2 separate regions of the Mus musculus genome follow, and region 2 is linked to region 1. A link is a contact called in public Hi-C data. All regions are on one chromosome and are shown on one strand. Each heading gives the region's core, a stretch centred on a gene start, on an enhancer-like site or on the middle of the called end of the contact. The rest is flanking DNA. Distances are from core to core; before and after follow the strand shown.

Evidence for each region. A called contact is a pair of places that touch in the nucleus more often than the background predicts.
Region 2: a contact with region 1 is called in a Hi-C map of cerebellum, with 2.2 times the contacts expected there. The contact joins two enhancer-like sites.

What each region holds. Positions count from the first base shown.
Region 1 is chr2:79,046,396-79,050,059 of GRCm38.p6, forward strand. No RefSeq gene overlaps it. Among named protein-coding and RNA genes, the nearest start is that of Gm35748, 74 kb to the right of the region's middle. Within about 2 kb of position 1,771, at least 57 of the 459 cell types and tissues checked have an H3K27ac peak or open chromatin away from gene starts, as enhancers often do. A contact at or near this core is called in cerebellum, where this site is marked.
Region 2 is chr2:79,496,621-79,500,684 of GRCm38.p6, forward strand. No RefSeq gene overlaps it. Among named protein-coding and RNA genes, the nearest start is that of Neurod1, 42 kb to the left of the region's middle. Within about 2 kb of position 2,526, at least 4 of the 459 cell types and tissues checked have an H3K27ac peak or open chromatin away from gene starts, as enhancers often do. A contact at or near this core is called in cerebellum, where this site is marked.

The DNA.
Region 1 (3,664 bases), core at 521-3,020:
GACAGTGGAGAATGCTCATTTGCTTCGCCCTCCATGTATGCGCTCCAGCATAAATTTTAACGGTTGTACTGTGAACGGAATGCTTTTGTGTTAGGATTTTACCTGAACTGTAGTCACAGTGTCTTGAGTACTATAAGCAATGACCATATTGACACTTATACAATTTATTTAATGATCTTAAATCAATCCTCTCCTGATCTCTTTCTACTTTATTTTCTGTTATACACGTTGGTATTAATAGCTGTTTGTGGATGGCCATTCCTTTATAAATAAAACGCGAATATGACGAAAAAAAGAAGGCCACTAAGTCCTCAGGAATTTTTAAGATTAAAATTCCATGGAAGAGCAACAGAAAGTACATTTTAGAAGTTTTAGCATTAAATAAATTTTTTTCTTTTAGAATTAAAAAATTACAAACTTTATTTCAAAAACCTTGCTGCATCAGCAACAACAATAAAACCACACATACACACACACACACACACACACACACACACACACACACACACACACACTCCAAAATTAACCAGACCAGGGTCCACACACCTCAATGAGTGGTCATTATACAGTTAGTCATTTGGAAAGGAAGCTGTGTGGCTATACATTGGATTTTATGATGAATATATTTTATGCAGTTTTCTGCCACCCAAACTAAAAACCTAGGAGATTTAAAACTAGGCAAACAACTAGATTTTTTTTTGTCCTTTTTCATAACATATCCATCACCAGTATCCAGTCCACATCCCCTAATTTTTAATCTTTCTTGTCCTTTTCTACATTGCACTGGAGCTATATGAACAGTTGTTTACATATATACACCAGTTATTGGCTAAATTTCACATATAAGAAAGAACATACTTTTTTTTTTTTTGCTTTCTGAGACTGTATATATTAATACCATACATTCTAAGTCCATCCATTTTTGTTTTTCATTATGGTATAAATGCTGACTTTACTTTCAGTATAGTCTCTGAGAAAATACCAGATTTTAATGTAAGAATTAATTATAATACATATTGATTTAGAATATCTATATCAAAACTTTGGTCCAAGTTCATAAATAAGAAAATTTCTGCCTTTGAGCAGTTAAAATACCAGTTTTGGGAACTTAGCATTAAGTTTAGTATATATAAAAAAATCAGCCAGCAATTTGAACTGTAGAATAACCCAGTATAACATATTGTGAAAATGTAAATAGGATGTGTTTTTTTAAATACCCTATTTAACTTTAAGTGAAATCAATTTTCTAGCTACCTGTTTGGTAGGCTGGCTTTCTTGTCCTTAAGAGTCAATAGTGACCTGTATTTCTTAACTTGACTATTATGCTCTAAGAAAAGTATCTTTGAAAAAAAAAAGCCATTATGCTTTAGAAATAGCTATTTGAGGAGTTTATAGGGTTTTCCAGATGTCTGATTGAAGCTGTCTGATTCTTATGTAGATTATCTCCAAAACACAACATTTGGTTTGCAGAATTGTGGTTCACAGGAAAATGGCTGCCTAGCAGAGGCAGCAGAATAATTATGATATCATTAGAAATATTTAAATATAAATAACATTCTATATTCGTCCTTGTCTCCTGTCTAGGTTTTGACAGGAGGAGCCAGTTTTGATGGGATTCCTGTGGCCCCGTAGATTTTTATCCTGTTATCCAATTTTCCGCTGCACTGATCTCCTTCTGTCAAACTGACTGCCAGCCAGCCTTCCGTTCTCCCGAGAGGAGGAACAAGGCTTTGTATTATAGTGGACAGAAGAAAGAGAACAAACACCCGATTTTCTCCCTCTGAGAGCTGTGCTCCCTCATTTAATAGAAAATTCCATTGTCTGAGAGTTGAGGAGAATGGGGAGAGGCATCTGAGAAGACTTGAGCTTTTCATGCCGCAGAACAAGATAATGTTGCAGGGCAGCTCAGACCCACAGCTGAATGGCATACAGATCGGAAGGCAGTGGTCCAGGATGCCCAGGGGCACATGAGTTACTGAGATGCTGTCCAAACTGGTTTGTGCTGAGTATTCCCTAGCACTGTCCCATAATGTGGAAAAGACATATAGATGTAAAGAAAAGAGAATGATCATTTTCCTTACATCTCAGGATGCAATAGGGGATGCTTTTGTGTGTGTGAGTGTGTGTGTGTGTGTGTGTGTGTGTGTGTGCTACACAGAGTGATGTTTACATATTGTGTAGAGCACATAGATAAATAGAAATGAGTACAGGAGCTGAGACAATAAAACTATATGGATAAATAAGAAATGGGGTGAGTGACAAGCTTAGAATCCAACAAAATAATTGCAAAATTTCAAAGAAAAATAAAACATATGTTCAGAATACCAAGGTCTTCTAAGCAGTAGACAGTCAAAGCAAGCCATGCTCTTCAGGCTATGTGTATCTTTGAGTGTATCTGGATCCGTTGGCTTCAATCTTCTGAATTAGAAAGAGGAAACTGGTATGGGGGACATTTGGGATAGCATTGGAAGTGGAATTGAGGAAAATACCTAATAAAAAATATAAAAAAAAAAAAAAGAAAGAAAGAGGAAACTGCCAAGGTGTGAGGCAATGCTAAAGGTCTTGCAGCAGTGGTCACGAATTAGGTCATTGAAGGTCAGGCACTGGACTTTCCATTTTTATATATGGTGTATGTATATGATATATATATAGAGAGAGTGAAGTCTTATAATTCTTTATAAAAATTAACCCATTTCATGCATTAAAAAGGCACAAAATCCAGTGAACATTTTCCTTGTTACTTACCTGATAAGAAGATATGTGGAACTCTGTTAGTCTTGAAAATGCATTCAATATATAGTCAGAACTCTGTACGTGCAAATGCGTCAGGCAAAAATCAGAAGTGTTGACCTGGACAGGCTATTTTTCTAAGCTGTTAAAATGTACAGATCCATTCTGAATGTAGCAAAGTGCCTTAGTGACTAGGGTGTGGTTTCCCCCTAAGGGTGTGAGTACTGAGAGTAAATGCAAAAGGGACATCTTCCTCCTTCTTGTCTGTGTCGTTGGTGTTTGAAGCCATAGGTTGTATAATATATATTAGAGATTTTTGGTTTTACCCTTGGCTCCAAAGAAAATAAAAGAGACTAATTTACCTTTCAATGCCAAGACAAAACTGTGATTCTTGTCTCACAGTTCTGGGCTTGTGATCTACTTAACTACTGCTTGAATGGGACAGGGTCAGGCTGATTCTGAGCCGTTGTGATCTATTCATTAACACATATATGTCATTTTATAGCATATTGTAACTATTCACTTATACTTTTAACTTATAGCAACTTGTTGTGAAATTTGCTGGGTAAAAGGTATCTTAACTGATATTTTAAAAAGGAATAAATACATGTATGTGACTTACCTATTATCTTGTCCATATGTACAGTTGATACCATGATGCTTTTAGATATATATGTGTTGTGAAGTGACTAAACCAAAGACTAACGTATCACCTCGTAGGTTTAATCTGTGTGTTCAATGAGGACATCTAAGATCCCACTTAACAATTTTGATATATAACTCATAACATGACTAGCATAGTCACTATGACTATACAGATAAACTCTTAAAATTGTTCTATGCAACTGATAACATCTGGTTGATATCTCTGATCTATACTGTTAGGCTCTGGTGACCATAATTTCTTGTCTTTGCTCTTACAAGGTAAAATTTG
Region 2 (4,064 bases), core at 1,276-3,775, 450 kb after region 1:
GAGGCTCTGTGTGCCTGGTTTGGCTTGGGAGGGCTCACATTTCCACCCAAATGATACAGCTAAATGTACTGAGAGGCAACCACACTAGCTTTGGCATAAATGACTAGGGAGTCCAAGTCTTTCTGAGTGTTTGATCGAGTACTAAAAGACCATAGCTCTAGGATCTGGCCAAGGGATGAGGTTTTTTAAATAGAACTCATAGCTTTGACATCAAATCAAGTAATCTCTTAGTTTTCAGGAAATTCTATTTTTGGAAGCAAAAGAAATTCATAGATGCTCGGGAATTTATGCTTCGGAATTTTCATGGGAGAATTATTTTTAGTTCTGATTTCTCCAAGCCTTCCTTCTCTCCCACTCCCCAAAGACAGATGAGCTCTAGAAACAGGAAATTAGTGAAGAAAAGAAAACACTTCCCAGGAGTATGTGATTTCTCTGCAGCTATTAGTCAGAATGATTTAGTGATATTCTTGCAAAAATATAAAATAAACAATAGAAGAAGTCTATGATGTCAGCAGGCTGGGGGTAGAATAAGAGTTCCACAGAACTTCTCTGTGCTACTGTAGAGACAGCAGTGTTGCAATGAAGAAGGATTTTGCCCTGTTTTTGCTGAACAACATCCGGGATCAATAATAGTAAAAAAAATAATATTATATATCCTAAGAACTAAGGAGGAAAATATAAGCAGGGAGTGTGATAGGAATTGACAGAGACATCTAGATGAGATGGTCAGAAAGAAAAGTCTACTGAGAAAATGATAATCAGATAGAGAATTTGAAGCAGGTGAGGGTGGGATCACGCAGAAGGCTGGAGGAGGTGCTTTCTAATGAGACTTAGCAAGGCAAAGGCCTTTGGGCAGGACTGTGGCTGGCAAGTTCATGGAGAAGCTAGAGGAAGCAATTAGAGGCATGAGCAGTGAGGTTGTAGTGAGAGATGTGGGAAATGTGCAGGAAGAATTCCAGGAACAAGGTGATACAAGGTCATTGTACATACATTGCAGCCAGACATGTTGGACCACACCTGTAAGCTCAGCTTTTTGAAGTCAAAGACAGTTTTGGATCAATCTAGTCAGTGCTACGCTAGCCTGAGCTAGGATTAAGTCCCTGTCTTGAAAATCAAAAGCAAGCAAGCAAACAAACAAAACAACAAAAAGAATATTGTGGGTCAGTGAGAAGCCTTGGTGGGTAAAGGCATTTGCTCACAAGCTGAATAACCTAAGTTTGATCTCTAGATCCTACAGGGTAGAAAGAGAAAACAAATTCCCTCAAAAATATCTCTGACTTGCACATGACCTCTGACTAGCACTCAAGCATAAGCCCACACACAAATAAGAAGATGTGCTGGCTAGTCTTCTGTCAACTTGACACAGGCTGAGATATCGGAACCTCCAATGAGAAAATGCCTCTCTCCATAAGAGCCCAGTGTAAGATATTTTCTTAGTGATTCATGAGGGCAGGGTTGGGTTGGCCCAGGCCATGGTGAGTGGTGCTATCCCTAGGCTGGTGGTCCTGGGTTCTATAAGCAATCAGACTGAGCAAGCCATGAGGAGTAAGCCAGTAAGCAGAACCCCTCCGTTGCCTCTGCATCAACTTCTGCCTCCAGGTTCCTGTCCTGTTTGACTTCCTGTCCTCTGGTTTAAATAGGAGCCAGGGAGAATCTAACTCATGTGATTTTTAAATGCTGGAATATAAACGTTAGAAAAAAAGTATAAGTCCAATAAACCCTTTCCTCCCAACTTGCTTTTGGCCGTGGTGTTTCATTTCTGTGATAGAAACTTTAAGACAATAAATAAATAAAATTATAATTAGGAAAAAAAGGTGTACAACATTTCTAATTGCTATAGAAATTATGATATATCAGAAGAAAAATAGCAAGTAATTATTTGGAATAATTATTTTAAAAAAGAAAGTACAGGGTTCTTTGAAGTCACAGATTGGGGATCTAATACACTCTAGGGGTTTTACAGAGTGGAACAATGTTCATGTTGAGATGGAATCACACCCATGAGCAGGGTAAATAGAGACTAGGTACTGTCTGTCACTAGGACAGCCGTGAGCTGCAGCTATTGCTAAAGCAGAGGCGGGTGCGTTAAAACACACTAGGGGTTGACAAGCAGGTTCATGATTAAGGGAGAGAACAAGAGGAATGGGGTGGCAATTTGAAGCTTAGGAAACGGGGAGCAGGTATATTGCAAAAGGTGTTGTAGGTTACTTAAGAGTTTGGATCTACCTGAAAGTACTGGAGAGCCAGGGATGACCAACAGGGAGATGAATGAATGATCAGGTCTATATTTCTGGAAGATCACTCTTGATGGAGACTGGAGAGCCCTTGGAGAGAAGGATGCTGCATAAGTGGAGCAGTTATCACCATCCGGTAGTGGTCCAGGGGGCAGGCAGCAGCACTAGTCACTATGGTAATGGAAAGGTGTGGACACACCGGAGATATTTAGGTTGACTGGATGTGGCATCATGATGGGAGAGGTTAGAAGACTGAAGATTTCATTCATCATTTCATTCTGGCTCACTCCACTTGATCCATGGTCATGCCACTGACACTGAACCCAGCATGAATAACAAGGTCAGAGATGTCTTGGGTCTCTTGGAGCCAGCCCAGCATCAATTTAACTCAAAGAAGAATTTTTTTTCTGCATTTTCTTCTTCTGCACTGTCCACCAAATGAAAAAAAAATAGAGACATAATCCAATCATATATTATTCCTTAGGTGAATTTGTTTAATCTTCACACTTTAAACGAGGAATATTATTTCTAAGCCACAGTCCCTGCAGATCTGTGTTCCTTTTCTGAGCTTGGCGATTTCACACACCAGCCTGAAAGATGCGGGCTTTTCTAAAGCTGAGCACGTGGCGCCATCTTCGGGACAGTTTGGCAAAGCCTCCTAAGCCAAGCTGACTGTGCGGTTTACACTGGAACTTTCCATCCAGCAACTCTGACTCCATCTTGTTCAGTCATTAAGCTGAGAGCAGTGTTTCTCCAAAGTCAAGTTGTGCGAACCGAGCCTTTGTCTCACAAGAACTGAATCTTAACACAGAAAACAGGAAAAAAAATGGAAGCAGATTTGCCTTCAAAATAATCATTCTAGTTTAGTGTCTGCACTCTGAAAAACAGGTTTTGGTCTTGGGGAAAAAAAAAAAAAACTGCAAGAGGAAATTAAGGCAGTGTGGCTGCAGGGTTTCTGCCTTCTTGCTCATCCTCTATGCACCTTCTGGCTTTGCTTGCAGGAGTTTTGCTCTGGTTTAAATAGGAGCCAGGGAGAATCTAACTCGTGATTTTCAAATGCTGGAATATAAACGTTAGAAAAGAAGTCACTCGAAACTTTGGCTTAGAAGATGTAATCTCATAAATGTATCCAAGCTCGACCTGAAGACTGAAAGGCTGTGAATAAGAAATCACTATTACACCAAGGGCTAGCCACACGAGGAAAATAACACTTTAGGAACACGATCATTTGGCTATGGTCTCATATGCTGAATCCAGATAGGTAAGTTCTAACCCCCAAATTATCTCTTTAGAATTTACTATCTTGATGAAATCTTCCCCCTGCTTCTTAGATGGAAGGCCTCCCTTGTGGCCCAGTCCTGAAATTAAGCCTCAGTCAAAGGCAACCTAATAACCTCAGCAGAAGGACTGAAGTTGAGGGCAGCAGACAACCTGGGACAATTCCCCGCCATGTAGAATTCAGAATGAATGTCTAGAGATTTGAGAGAGTAGGAACCTTCAAGAGGCCGGAATTCCAAAAGACTGCTATTTGCACAACTAGAGGAACTGCCCTTGCCTCATCACAGTCTGTTCTGAATCAAGTCAAGAGATGAAAAGCCATAGTCTCTGCAGATGGAGCAAACAACACATGCTTAGAACACTAAAAAAGGGACAGAAACATATTTCACACTGTTCAAGCAGTCGTTATTTTATGCTTCCCACTTATTCTTGATGACAGTCAGCACATGTTCAATGGTGATCAGAGAATGTTATCATATGGAGGTCACGCTGGCCCTTGTGGGGCCTTCCCCAGCACAATGATATGCTGTACCAGCGTACACTAGCACACTG